Regions from separate parts of the Sus scrofa genome. Here regions 1, 3, 4 and 5 are each linked to region 2. A link is a contact called in public Hi-C, HiChIP or PLAC-seq and promoter capture Hi-C data. All regions are on one chromosome and are shown on one strand. Each heading gives the region's core, a stretch centred on a gene start, on an enhancer-like site or on the middle of the called end of the contact. The rest is flanking DNA. Distances are from core to core; before and after follow the strand shown.

Region 1 (2,700 bases), core at 84-2,583, 220 kb after region 2:
GTATTACACGCAGATGCTTTCTAGAGAAAGAGCCCAGCGACAACCCTGCAACATAGGAAGAGAGAGCTATTATGGGCTGTATGTGAGGCCAAGGAAAAGGTCTAGAATACGACCTAAAACAAATATGGAGGTGAAAAGGCACGAGGAGCTCACTGGACCCACCAGCCAGGGCCAGGCGGCAAGCTCCTAGCTATCTGGTGTTCGCTTAAACGAACCATGGGCACCAGGGATGTACGTACCCCAGGACAACGATAGGGCAGGCGGGGCACCAGGAATCGCGCTCAGGGAGAACTCAACAAGTCTGGATGGCGAAGGATGCACCGGGAGATGGATGAATGACGGCCAAGAAGGCTCCTGCTGGCTCTGAATGACCACTACCCCTTTCCAGGATTTACCGCCGCGGACAGCCGCCGGCTCGCGGACAGCCATTTGCACCACGCTCCGGTACGTGCCCCGACGTTCGCCGAGACCCGCGGCGGCTACCAACGACCCTGCCCCGGGCGAAGCCTCTACCCCAGGCCCGCTGCCCGGCGGCGGGGGCTCCCGGTCCCCACCCGCTTTCCGGGAGGAAGGCAGCGGCTGGCCTGCCGGGGCGGGAGCCGCCTTCGAAAGTGGGCGGAAGGATGGCCGCCCTCGCGGGGTGCGGGCGCGGCCCGCTGCTCTCTGCGCAGCGCCGCCTGCGCCCTCAGCCCCGGCCGCGGTCGGCCGCTCGCGGCGGGCTCCCGGCTGAGGCGATGGGGAAAGGGGGCGGGCGCGCCATCATGAAGGGGAAAATGGTGGGCGGGCGGGCCCGCGCGCGGCCGCGTACTCACCCGGGCCGGCCAGTGCGGGTAGCCCTTCATTTTGGCGAAGACCAGGTCGCCCGCCTTGTACTCGCGCGGCCGCGGACGCGCCATCCCGGCCGCTCCCCTTCCTGGTCGTCCTTGGGCGCAGCGAAGATGCCGGGAGGCCGCCCCCCCGCGGGCCGACGGACTGCGCCGCTCTCCCCGCGGGCCTCGAGCCGGGCGGGCGGGCGGACGAGCGGCCGCTCCGACGAGGGGAAACGGCGAGACGGCGGCTGAAGCGAGGGGTGGGCGGGGGGCGCAGCAGGCCCGGCAAATCACCGCCCGGCAGCGGGGGAGGGGAGCCCCCGGCCGCTCGGCTCCGGCCCGCGCTGAGGTCCCCGCCGCCGCCGCCGCCGCCGCCGCCGCCGCGCGCTGCTCACAGGCGCCGCGTCGCCTGCCTCATCCCGCCACCGCCGCCGGCCTGCCTCCTGGGCTCCCGGGCGCGGCGCGAGCGCCGGGCCTCGCGCTTCCTCCGAATTCCTCCTCGGGCAGCGACCGCAAACACGATCTTATTATTGTTCTCGCGCGCGCTCAGCACCCCCCCCACACACCCCGCTTCCCGCTCCCCACCCCTCCCCTCCAGCGCCGGCCGGTTAATTCCTAGGTACACGGCCAGCTTTCGCGCAGAAACCAAGCGCGCCAGCCGGGCTGCTCGGCGGGCGGGCGGGCGGTGGGTGCGTCCTCCCCCAGCACCGAAGCCCGCGCAGGGCGGGCGGGAGCCCCTACTTCGGAGGCCCCCCGCTCTCTTTTGTTCTTGGCCCGTAGCTGCCAGCCACAGCCCAGCCAATCACCACCTGGCCGGCCCCCTCCCCATCGGTCCGTGCCACACGGGGGGCGCTGCCACCGGCGCCCCCCAAGTCCCGCGGCCACCTGCCGACGACTGGGCTCCCGCCCGGTTCCCCACCGCGGGCCACTTCTGCGGGTGCTCTCGGGTGAGTGGGGCCACAAAGGCGCTCCAGGCCGGGTCTGCTCCCTCAGGGACCCTTTGCCCAAAGCATCAGGCTGCTGGAAAGAGCACAGCTCTGGAGTCAGCGATCTTGCTGGGGTCTCGCCCTAGGCCTGCCCTTGACAATGCAGTGTGGAAGCCTCCCCCCGCGCCCTCCCCCCCCGCCCCCCAGCAAGCTATTTAACGAGAGTTCCCTGAGGTTTTCTAATTTGACGAGCGGCACTGCTGGGGTTCGAACACAGATGTCCATGACTCCATAGCCCATAAGCGGTTATGCTTTAACACACGTAGGTCTTACAGGCCTGTAGTTTTGTGAAAAGGGACTTACTCTGGCAGGTCATTTGTTTCCACTCCTGGCAAGTTTGTGTGTGTTTGTGTGTGTGAATCTGCCCAATGAATGAAGGCTAGCTCTTTCATCACCCCGAAGTTCACCTTTCAGAGGTCAGCTGATGATAGCTCCTCAGAGTAAAGGACTATGTGGCCCTCACCTAGTCTCCTTGTTTGTGTATGTTCCCTCTTCTAAGCTTTCCTGTTGTCTCTCCCTTTATAGGAGCTGTGCTTTCTCCCAGCATTTGCCTCCTTCACTTGCTCTGTAGAATTGTGTGTATATTTTAACTCTTGCTCTTGTTCCTTTATGTTCGGCTTTCGATAATGGGGCTGTAAATTCTCTAGACTTCCTGTGGTCTGTTTACTTTAATAGTGCTTGACATTATCTGCTAATGCATTTCCTTACTACCTTCATCTAGTGATTTTCAGTTTTAGGTAGTTACCCTTCTTCACCAGTCCTGCAGGTTCACCTTTTCCTCTCTTCTCACTGTAGAAGACTAGTCTAGGTCCTTTTGCCTCTGTTGTAATACCCTGTGTCTTAGTCACTTCAGGCTGCTATAACAAGATACTGTAGACTGGGTGAATTAGACACAACAGAAATTT
Region 2 (2,700 bases), core at 145-2,644:
AGCTGCTGGCCCACACCACAGCCACAGCAATTTGGGATCTGACCTGCATCTGTGACCTACACCACAGCTCAGGGCAATGCCAGATTCCCCACCCACTGACGAGGCCAGGGATCGAATCTGAATCCTCATGGATACTTGTCAGATTCGTTTCCATTGCACCACAGTGGGAACTCCTACACAAATTATTTTACTTCTAAGTTAGAAAGTGGTAATACCTGAATGAATATATGAAGAATGTTCAGAAAGCACAATGGACAATAAGTAGAAGGAAAATTTTTTCTAGAGGGAGATGTTACTTCATTCAGTTTTAATGGATAGAATTTCAACATCCTGAGATGAGCGGGAGAGGAGGGTATTCCAAGCAGAGACATGAGCCTTTACAGAAAGGTAAGGAGTAGTTCAACAATGAGGTGCTTCACATGGTCTGGTTCGTTACGGGTGAAAGGAGAATGAAAGGTGGGCAGCAGAAAAGAAACTTAAAATTCTGAATCCAAAGTTAATAAATTTGGCCTTTAATCTACAGACAACCGGAAGCCAGTAAAGATTTTCAATCACGAGTGTACCTGAAGATGACTACGCCTGCAGCAAAGTGTAAGATGGGCAAGTAGGCGAGTGAGGCTAGAGGAAGGGCATTAAAAAGACAGGAATTGCATTCCTTCGTTCCAGGGGATGATAACGAGAACTTTGAGTAGGCGGAGGAAGTAGGTAAAGAGAGTGTTTGGATACTAGAATTACTGCCGGGCAGAATCGACAGTACTTGGCAACCGATGGGAACAAGGGAAAGAAATAGCATCAGATATAGACCACCAACGTTTCCAAGCTGTAAACTGATGAGAGTATTAACAGAAAGGGGTGCAGAGGCTGGAAAGTAATTTGGGACGGAGGAGACCAAGCTACATTTGGGAATATTCTGCTTTTATACACCTACAAAACATCCCAGAAGAAATGGCCAAGTCTCCTGGAGGTAGCCGGATACCGCCCACTTAAGCTGGAGCAGAGTGAGGAGGTTGAGGGGCGGGGTTCGGCAAAACCACATTCGAAACGGACTAGAGAAGTCTTACTACCGAGACCTGACCAGGCAGGGGTGAAAGGTGTAGGACCGCTGAAGTAATCCACTTTGTGGCCACCTTCACGGCCTGCACTCTCATCGCCTTCTTCAAGACTCCGGGAGCAGGCGGCCGGAAGTACCCTTTCTCTCCCTTCCAGGCACAGCAGTTCCAAAACTTCTGTCCCTACCCGTCACCAGCTCCCCGTCAAAGGGGCTGAAGAGACAGCGCTGCATCTCTTCCTGCACAGTCACCAGGCAGGCTGAAAGCGTGCCGAGGGCATCATCACCTTCACGTGCCACCTCACCAGCTTCGTGGAGCTCCGCGTGAGGATCAGAGCTGGAAAAGCTGGGAAAAATCCTCAGGGCGAGCTGAAGATACCGCGAGACCTCACAGGCCCGCCCCTGCGTTTGCGCGCCGGAAGCGGAAGTGAGGGGTGGTCGGACTCTGGCCGTAGTAGCTCTGTTGCCTTGGAGAGCTGAAGTGGTGAGTAGTCTGTGTAAAGAGCTACCCGGCTGGCGGTGGATTTCTTTGCATGTGTGGCGGGCGGAGCTCGGTCGGAGATGCACAGACACAGCCCTGGGCGGCGGAGTCTCCTTTCGGGGCCACGGGGAGGAGAGAGCCAGGCGGGCCCAGCACAGTGGCCCGCGAGGCATCCTCGGGCTCTGCCGTTCCAGGGCTGGACTCTTTCGCAAGACGGGAAGCTACACGGCCTCCGAGTTCCCGCGCGCCTGGCGTTTTAAGAAGCTTCGGAAAGGAGCACATCAATCAAAGCTTTTCATAGACAAGCACTGATGTGCTGTGAGAGAGGATGAAAAACGCAGTGGTTTTCGCAGTATCTTCGTCTCTTAGTTCTCTGGGTTCATCCCCCAAGGCAGCAAAACTCCATTCTGGTTAGTCATTTCCAAGGTTAGTGGCCCGCAGAGAAAGTTCTGTGTGGTTTTATTATAGAGTCGAGAAACTAGTAGTGTTCGAGTATACATCTGAAAGGCTGTACTCCTCCCCCGCCAAAGGAACAGTACATGTCTTGTGAAATTATTATTCATGGTCAAACTAGCTCATTGATTTTGAAGGCCCTGAGGACAAGTCTTGTAGCATCTTCTAGCTCTTCGCTGTCATTTTAGCTCCAGTTCCCTTTTCCAAATTAGCATTGGGAATCTTTGGAGCACTTTTAATCTAGCCACTTCCTTATTTAAGACCCTTATGGTTCCCGTTCCCAGGACACACATCTTTGAGAGTTTTCTTCAAGGAAGTAAAGGGTTTTTTTGTTTTTTATTTTCTTCTTATAGATCTAATCAACCTAAATATTAAATAGAACAGCTGCCTCAAATTCCTAGGGTAAGTAAAACTTGGAGCAATTAAAATTCTATTTAAATTTCATTCTCACGGGTAATGTTAATGATACACATTTGTTTATTTGTGGAAGGGGAGGTCCTGGGAGAAGGTATGCGTTGACTTACGATTCTCACTGCCTCTCTGGTTAGGTATGGGTCATCTTGCTGGTGATTTCCGTGATTCCTATAGAAATCTGGATATTATTTTACTTTGCTGAATTTATTTTAAATCTTAACTTGGATTGAGAATTTGACATGTTTGCCAACCCTAGACACATCAAAAGCCTGGTGTGTAATAAGATATACTCTAAGAGGGCAGA
Region 3 (2,700 bases), core at 120-2,619, 190 kb before region 2:
TTCAGAATTGGGGGAGAAAGGAACATTAACAGTAAATTGTCATTTTATAAATGATAAAACTGAGGCTTAGAGAAATATAGTAATAAATCATAGTAAAGAATATAAAGATATATAAAGAATATGATGGATAGCTTCTACTCTATGCCATTGATCTGCAGTTAAAAAAATAAAGACTTCTGCTCAAGTCTTATATGGGAAGTATGCTTTAATTAGAAAAGTCTCTGGAGGTTCCCATTGTGGCTCAGCAGTAACAAACCCAACTAGTATCCATGAGGACTCAGGGTCAATCCCTGGCCTTGCTCAGTGGGTCGAGGGTCCGGCGTTGCCGTGAGCTGCTGTGTAGGTCATAGACATGGCTCAGATCCTGCGTGTCTGTGGCTGTGGTGTAGGCCGGCAGCTGCAGCTCTGATTCTACCCCTAGCCTGGGAACTTTCACATGCAGCAGGTGTGACCCTAAAAAGCAAAAAATAAAAAAATAAAAAATACATTTTTTAACTTTTAATGGGTCGTGGGTACCTCTGAGAATCTACTGAAAGCTGTGAATTCTCTTTCCAAAAGTGAGCCCAGAAAGGCACAAACATAATTTTGTACATAATTTTAGGAGCTCACCCATGTAGCCCCTGGCAATTTTGGAGCCAGAGCTAGAAACTTGCTTTAAACTGTTAGCTGTATGGTTTTACAAAATGGTTCAAATCAGCACAGTTCACACCTAAAAACTTTCTATGGGAGGACAGGGTGTGCATAACAAGTGAAAAATGATGTTGATGCTGTTTTTCAGTATTTGAATCAAAGCATAAAATTATGATTTGTCAGCACGCACATGCAGATTGAAATAAAAGGTATTTATCAACCGAATACCATAGTCAAATGACATCAACATTTAGAGTTTCAAACCATTCTAACAAATGGGAACCCGCACCAAAAATACCCTAAAGACGCATTCTACTGGTTGCAAAAATCGCCAGCCTTTCTGTCTGCATCTGAGGCTTTCATACCCTGTACCAACCCCACATTCAGTAAAGCTGAACCCTGGCTGCAAGAAGGCACAGGAAATAGTCACACTGTTTATTGCAATGTACACCTGCAATTTCAGATGATCTCTCTTCCCATCTAAAGGAAAGGCATTGTAGCACTCCATTACTGAGTTTCTAATAGTATTAATTTGCATTAGAAAAATAACAACTCTTCAAAAACTTGCCTGCTAATTTAAGGATCCATACATTTTTCTTTTAACTCGGAGGCTCCGGGTAACTACTAGAAAACTGCATCCACGGTCAGCAGGCTTTCCCTCTGGGTGACCTCTGTACGCCCGGCAGGCTGCCCCTGCCTGTTCTACCCCAGAGTCCTACAAGTGGGGCAGCAAAGGCAGGGGTAACACGAGCTGGCTCTGGCTGCAAATAGCAACAGGCCTGCCTGAGTGGAAGCCCAAATATAGACCTGCCACTGCTTACTGCTCAAGTGTCACCAGGGTAGGTCACATGTAATAAATGTTACTTCATTTACTGTGGGGATTTGAGTGCTGTGGCTCTACCCAGGGACTCAGGTGGCTGGGCATGTGTAGAGGGCAGGGGGCTGTCACTGTGAGGTTGGGAGGGCAGCTGCAGGCCACACAAGAGAATGGACTCTGAGAGGCCAAATGCTGTGCACCTTCCACCTGGCCTGAGGGGCAGGAATTACTCCCCTCTCTGGAGAAAAATCCAGCAGACTGGAGTTCCCCTTGTGGCTCAGCAGAAACTGGTATCCATGGGGACACCGGTTCAATCCCTGACCTCACTCAGTGAGTGGGGGATCCAACCTTGCCATGGGATGTGGTGTGGGTTGCAGATTCAGCTCAGATCTGGCGTTGCTGTGGCTGTGGTGTGGACCGGCGGCTGCAGCTCCACTTCAATCCCTAGCCTGGGAACCTCCATATGCCATGGGTGGGCCCTCAAAAGATTAAAAAAAAAAAAAATTCAGCAGACCCATGACCTTCTGCTCCCTCTTAGGTAACACACTTGAAGGCATAGTCTCCATTTGGTAATACAGTCCAGTCCAGTACATTCACTAAAAAGTCAAATTTAGCTTAGCCAGCATTGAAACCTTCTCCCCTTCCCAGCTTAGGCCTCTGGAGCTGGAAGTCTGCCCTGAAAAACGAGGGATGAGGTGGCGCTCTTCTTCCCACACTTTCTCCCTGAGCTCTGGCTTGTCTGCCACAGGCAGGAGGCGTTAAGGTGATAAGACAACTCCTATGTGTGCTGGTGCCACAGACGATGCTAGCTTCTAGCCCTTTGTGGCAGGCAGATGCTTAGAGCTTTGTTTATCCCTCTAAGCTTGTATACACCTCTGGGGTTTCCCATTATGGAGCCCTTTCCCATGGAGTTTCCACGTCCCTCTATTCTAGGCGGTTCCCTGCACTCCTCCTCCAGGCCCTGGTGAGCCACCTCCAAGATTTCTCAAATGAAGTCTCCTCACCCATGCAGCTCATTCTCTTAGGCTGAATCTAGGTGGCTCCTTGCTGGCTCTGTCTTCCTGCTGGCCCACATCTCGAGCTTGGGAAGCAGACGGCATCCTAGGTCCTAGTAAACTCTGGGATGCAGGTGATGCCAATGCAGCCACTTCCCTTGGCTCTGCCACTGAAGCAGCCAATCCTCTCCTCTCAGGCCACCATGCGCCCACCTGCAGGAAATAGAGCAAGCTCCCTGAAGTGTCCCTTTGAAGATG
Region 4 (2,700 bases), core at 108-2,607, 140 kb before region 2:
AGTCCGTGAGGTGGACCACAAAGTCACATTCATGCCTGATAATGACCCAGGGCACCAGAGCAGTGGACTGTTCACCAGGAGCTTGATGGGGGGGGGGGGGGTTGATTAAAACACTAAATTCTGTTTATATGTTTAATTGAACAAATATTTATTAAGCACCTACTTTGTGCCAAGCACTGTGCTAGGTACCCTTACCACGTGCTGTCCCCACAGCAGGGTCATCTGCTCAGAAATGAAAACCCAGAAAAGGAACATTGTTGCAACCCTACAAACCGGGGTGGGGGACAGGGGGGAGGGAGTGGATGCAGGTGATTCCTGCGCCAGAAATCGCACTCATCAGAAACTTGTTTTCCTTCTCTGGACAAACCTCTCCTAAGTGGTGGCTGTAAAGCATCTCTACACACAGAGGGAAGCTTCTCTCGCCTCGCCCCACACACGCGTGCCTGGCGGACGTTCGCATACTCTGGACGCTACTCAAAAGGAGCTGGAAAGGGTATTCATATTTGGATTAGAAAATACTTTTTTTTTTTTTTTTTCAGTTCTTATGGTTGCAACAGCCCTTAAGAAAGATAGAAACATCCCTGCCCTGACTGCGTAAACGTTTTAAGGTAGACCTAGTTCTGGATTCCTGAGTCAGCATCGTCCAGGCGTCCACAACCCCGCCAGGCCAGAGAAGCGAGGGCGGATTTCGATTCTGGGGAGGAGAGAGTGGACGGCGTCCCCCGGTTTGGAAACACGACAAACGGCGCCTGCGTTTACAGAAGCCACGCGAACAGGAGGAGGTCCTAGTGCTACCAGCTCACGCGCACCCCAGGGACTCCCGAGCCCTAGTTGTCGGCGCCCAGCTTGGAGAGGCCCCGGCGGAAGTCGTGCAGGTCGTCGATCTTCCCGTCTAGCACCTCCAGGAAGCTCTTGAGCTCCACCTTCAGGTGGCGCTGTCGGTACCTGCTCTCCTCGATGTCTGTCTTCAGAGACCGCACTTTGTCCTCCAGGTTCTGATTGTCTCTCTCGGCCGCCTGAGCAAAGCGAGAGAGAAGGGGCTGGGCTACCGAGCGGTAGGAGCCCCGCTGAGACCCAGGACAGCCGGACTGTGCGTCCCCGCGGGCCCGCCTCCACGGAGGTGTGACATCCCCGGGCAGCAAGCCTATGCTCTCTGGTCCCCGCTGTTCTCCCCCGCGGCCGGTGCCAATGGGCGGGGCGCATTGCCCAACATCTGGCCTAAAAATCGATGTTCCCCGCTCCTGGCCTCAAACGGAAGGCAGAACTGCCTAAAGGACGCCTCCTGCCCAAAGGAGCCTGCTGCTAAGCGACACTGTCCCAAGTGCCCAGCAGAGGAATTCTGAAAGCCTAGCACACCGGCTTTTCAGCCCCAGCCCCAGGCTGGTCAGCAGAGGGCCCCCTTTGGGTTCTGATCTGAGACAGGGAGAAGCAGCACAAAGAGGAGAGTGACTTGATGCTAGGGGTCACACAGGGAAGGCGAGGCCTCCTCTGCCCCAGGCCAGCCCCAGCCCCAGCAAGGGAGGACTGGCCCGGCCAGACACAGGGACAGTGGGTCTGTGCACTGGCTGTCCTGCGGGTGCCGTGGAGACGTTCAAGCTCCCGGGGGCCGGACTGCTGTGCGTCCTTCCATGAGGCTCAAGCCCTACTCTTCATACCAACCAAGAGCTTCCATCTTTTGGGTACAAGACGAGATTTTGTGAACATGTGTAAAGGAACCAGTACTAATACTGAATTGGGAACCTGAACAAAGTGCTCTTTGAAGCAAGGAGACCCTCCAAGGTGAAAATGGAGCTGAAGAGACTCCTTTCCTTTTATGGTCAGAAATCTGATGCTTGCAAATGGGGGGCCTGCCTAAGGACATGTCCAAGGTCACCGGGTGGGGAGATGGAATAGCCCTCGGGTCTCATGCCCTCAGCCCTCCCTTCTGTCATTTGCTTCTCACCCTTCTGTGGTTCTGTAGGGACGTCTATGGGTGGGAAACAATCACCCACACCACGTTATACACAGGATACCTTCGTGCAAGGGGATGAGCCAAGAGACAAACGCCAGGGGGCAGAGCACACAATCACCCTGGCTTTTTAGGAACACAAAGTCACTTGTCCTTAGCCAGCAAGGCGTGAAAGGGAGGGGCCTCAAAGAACGGGGTAACCCGACAGATGCCAAGGGGGATGTGTTCCCCGTCCTTACCTCTAACTTCTCAGAGACGTACTCACACTCTGACATGAGCTGAGGTATGATTTCACTTTGTTTTCGGAGGTCTTTCAATTCCTGCAGGAGACGGAAATTTGAAAAGAATGTGAAAGCACGTCAGATAAACACGTATTCTTGAAAATCCCCAACCTGTGCAGCTTTTGGAACCAGTGTTGTCTGCGTAAATGATAAGATGACAGTGCTTAACACACATCAGGTAATTCCAGAGGCTGAGTAGGTTACGTGCGTTCATGCCCCAACTCTGTACCCCGCCAGGCATGGCGAGGTCTTGGTATGATTCTTGCTCTGCAGATGGGGAAACCAAGGCTGAGAGAGGACCGGCTCCTTGCCCTGGGTCTCCATCCTCTGTGTACTGAGCTGCCCAGAAAATAAATGACTGTGTGACTGGGGGTTCGGGCAGCACCGGAGAGCAGATTTCAAATTCTGATGAGAGACCATCTACAAAAAGTCTCCAAGTGTTTTTGCAAAAGTTCCACTGCCTCTTGGATC
Region 5 (2,700 bases), core at 156-2,655, 250 kb before region 2:
AGGTGAATGAATAAAGATGTGGTACATATAAACAATAGAATATTCGGAGTTCCAGTCGTGGCTCAGTGGTTAACAAACCCGACTAGTATCCACAAGGACTCGGGTTTGATCCCTGGCACCACTCAGTAGGTTAAGGATCTGGCATTGCCGTGAGCTGTGGTGTAGTTCGTAGACTGGGCTCAGATCCCTTGTTGCTGTGGCTATGGTGTTGGCCAGCAGCTACAGCTCCGATTCAACCCCTCGCCTGGGAACCTCCATATGCCATGGGTGTGGCCCTAAAAAGACAAAAGACCAAATATATATATATATATATATATATATATATATAGAGAGAGAGAGAGAGAGAGAGAGAGAGAGAGAGAGAGAGAGGGAGGGAGGGAGAATATTACTCAGACATAAAAAGAATGAAATAATTCCTTTTGCAGCAACACGGGATGGATGTAAAGATTATTATACTAAGTGAAGTCAGTCAAAGACAACTATCATATGATATCACTTATAAGCGGAATCTAAAAAACCGATACAAATGAACTTAATTATGATTAATTATGAAACAGAAATAAGACACAGATAGAACACCATTAGAGCAGAGTTAAGAGAATGGAATTAGGCAACTACAAGCCAAAGAATGCCAAAGATTGTGGGATGGACCACACCAGAAACTAGGAAAAGGTAAGGGTTTTACCTAGTCTCACAGGAAACACGATCCTGATGACCCCTTTTTTTCGGACTTCCATCTTCCAAAACTGTGAGAGAACAAATATCTGTTGTTTTAAACCATTCAATTTGTGTTACTCTGTTATGACAGCCTAGGATACTAGGACAACAGCAATTTTAATTTCTAATTTACCTTCCCGGTCCCCAAAGTGCCATAGCCACAGTCCAGTTCAGGACTACTTAGGCGCTCAATCCTGTCCTTGGTAAAGGGATGAGTAAATTTCCATCAGTCCAGTAGTCAAGAATTACCAGGTACTTATGAGCTACTGCTGTGAGATGCACAACCAATGCAGCAAATGACAGCCATTACTGCGACAAGATATGGACCCACATTGATAAACGAATGATAGTAAGGTACTAAAAACGGCACGGGGAGGTGGAGCGAAGCGAGAAACGAGGACAGCTGGGGGCAGAGGGGCTTCGATTTCCCGGAGGACACCGTTGGGAGAATATGGTTGTTTTTTGAGATGGAGTCTACAAGCTGCTCTCTCAAGCCCTGCTGAACGGGTCCCAGGCCTGTCCCCACCGCCATGGACACAGCAGCAATAACCTCCCACACTGCGTGCCTCCAGTCGACCCTACAGAGTGGTAAGCAGCCCATTGAAGTGGCGTCATCGCCTAATCCTTTACGCGCCTGCGCGGCGCCTCGACGCGACCCGCCCCCTCACGCTGTTGCGTGGGGCCGGACTTCCTCCAGCGCCCCGGAAGCCGGAACGACCTGTTTTCCGCCTGCTGAGGAAGGAATTGCCACCGAGATCGGAGACGGTAGGGGATGTTGTTTACACGGCGTAAAGTGAGGCCGAGTTCCGGCCACCCAGCGGGGTAGGTGACAGCAGCGTCCTTATAGGCAGTCAGTCTGGAGTATAGGGCTTCAGAGGATGCGGCGGGGAACCGAAGTAGAGGTGAGGGGTCGAGGTATCTGTCGCCGGGCCAGGGCCACCAGCGAGGAAGGGCTCATTCCAAACACACTGTGCTCACCTTTCTCAACTTCGTGTGAAAAACGAGCTTGGTTGCACATGGAGCTGTCGTAGGGATAAATGTGGAAGGGAGAAGTCCACACTCAAAAAGATTAAGAACAAATTTCAATAGGCGAAATTTCACATGGGAAATGCCCTTTGTTGCATGAGGTATGTAACGTGAAGTTCTGTACAAACCCAGACGTTGTAAGACGGCTTGAGGCAGCAGCTCATGTTGCATTAATTGGAAAAAGTACACCCTCAGTTAGTAATAAGTTTCCCGAATCAGCCAGCAAGTTCATTTGGTATTACGGTGGAACTGAGCTGTATAGGTCATACCCCTCCTTTCCTCTTAAGCGCAGTGTCTGAGAGGAGACAGGCTGAAAGTTAAACAGATTATTATTGACAGAAACAGGACTAGAAATGAGATTTCTTCATTTCCAACCCCAAATTCTTTCCTTCACATCGTACTGCCTTCGCTTTTTATTTTTAAAAAAATTTTATTTATTTATTTATTTTTGTCTTTTTGCCTTTTCTTGAGCTGCTCTCGCGGCATATGGAGGTTCGCAGACTGGGGGTCTAATCAGAGCTGTAGCCGCCGGCCTACGCCACAGCCACAGCAACGCCGGCTCTTTAACCCACTGAACAAGGACAGGGATCGAATCTGCAACCTCATGGTTCCTAGTCGGATTCATTAACCACTGGCCACGAGGAGAACTCCTTTGCTTTTTATTTATTTATCTTTGCCTTGTATTTATCTTTGCTATTTATTTATTTATTCTTTTTAGGGCCCCACCCTCAGCATATGGAAGTTAAGTTCCTAGGGGTGGAATGCGAGCTGTAGCTACTGGCCTGCCACAGCCAGGGCAAAATCCCTACCGCATCTGCGACCTAGTCTGCAGCTTGCTGCAAGGTTGGATCCTTAACCCCCTGATTGAGGCCAGAGATCAGACTGCATCCTCTGGAGACTATGTTGGGTCCTTAACCTGCTGAGCCACAATGGGAACTCCTCATATTGTCTCTTTGG

What was found. Promoter capture Hi-C pulls out the DNA fragments that hold promoters and counts their contacts. A called contact is a pair of places that touch in the nucleus more often than the background predicts. HiChIP or PLAC-seq counts read pairs in DNA pulled down with a chosen protein or histone mark.
Region 1: a contact with region 2 is called in an H3K27ac HiChIP or PLAC-seq map of alveolar macrophages. The contact joins the promoter of HDGFL3 here to the promoter of FAM103A1 in region 2. A contact is called at or near these places in 2 of 2 datasets of contacts at active chromatin or transcription factors (alveolar macrophages and skeletal muscle).
Region 3: an H3K27ac HiChIP or PLAC-seq map of skeletal muscle shows a contact between it and region 2. The contact joins the promoter of FSD2 here to the promoter of FAM103A1 in region 2. A contact is called at or near these places in 3 of 5 promoter capture datasets (fetal liver, fetal skeletal muscle and liver) and 2 of 2 datasets of contacts at active chromatin or transcription factors (alveolar macrophages and skeletal muscle).
Region 4: a contact with region 2 is called in a promoter capture Hi-C map of liver, with 5 times the contacts expected there. The contact joins the enhancer-like site here to the promoter of FAM103A1 in region 2. A contact is called at or near these places in 2 of 5 promoter capture datasets (fetal skeletal muscle and liver), 8 of 47 Hi-C or Micro-C datasets (embryonic fibroblasts, fetal heart ventricle, fetal skeletal muscle and 3 more) and 2 of 2 datasets of contacts at active chromatin or transcription factors (alveolar macrophages and skeletal muscle).
Region 5: a contact with region 2 is called in a Hi-C map of skeletal muscle, with 2.4 times the contacts expected there. The contact joins the promoter of AP3B2 here to the promoter of FAM103A1 in region 2. A contact is called at or near these places in 1 of 5 promoter capture datasets (liver), 3 of 47 Hi-C or Micro-C datasets (brain, liver and skeletal muscle) and 2 of 2 datasets of contacts at active chromatin or transcription factors (alveolar macrophages and skeletal muscle).

What each region holds. Positions count from the first base shown.
Region 1 is chr7:51,729,531-51,732,230 of Sscrofa11.1, reverse strand. HDGFL3 (hepatoma-derived growth factor-related protein 3) reads right to left here and starts at 1,333. Exons shown (of 6, transcript XM_021098881.1): 1 at 813-1,333. The coding sequence starts at 896. It overlaps LOC106504434 (a long non-coding RNA gene), which reads left to right and starts at 330. Exons shown (of 4, transcript XR_002345777.1): 1 at 330-444.
Region 2 is chr7:51,952,299-51,954,998 of Sscrofa11.1, reverse strand. It overlaps FAM103A1 (RNMT-activating mini protein), which reads left to right and starts at 1,394. Exons shown (of 4, transcript XM_003128452.4): 1 at 1,394-1,532; 2 at 2,336-2,384.
Region 3 is chr7:52,143,140-52,145,839 of Sscrofa11.1, reverse strand. It overlaps FSD2 (fibronectin type III and SPRY domain-containing protein 2), which reads right to left and starts at 1,369. Exons shown (of 13, transcript XM_021098895.1): 1 at 1,199-1,369.
Region 4 is chr7:52,092,713-52,095,412 of Sscrofa11.1, reverse strand. HOMER2 (homer protein homolog 2) reads right to left here. Exons shown (of 9, transcript XM_001927296.5): 8 at 2,188-2,268; 9 at 1-1,016. The coding sequence ends at 828. Among named protein-coding and RNA genes, the nearest start is that of WHAMM, 46 kb to the left of the region's middle. Within about 2 kb of position 1,357, at least 24 of the 83 cell types and tissues checked have an H3K27ac peak or open chromatin away from gene starts, as enhancers often do. A contact at or near this core is called in liver and subcutaneous adipose tissue, where this site is marked.
Region 5 is chr7:52,201,354-52,204,053 of Sscrofa11.1, reverse strand. It overlaps AP3B2 (AP-3 complex subunit beta-2), which reads right to left and starts at 1,405. Exons shown (of 30, transcript XM_021098893.1): 1 at 1,268-1,405; 2 at 686-746. LOC102161631 (a long non-coding RNA gene) reads left to right here and starts at 1,404. Exons shown (of 4, transcript XR_002345779.1): 1 at 1,404-1,539.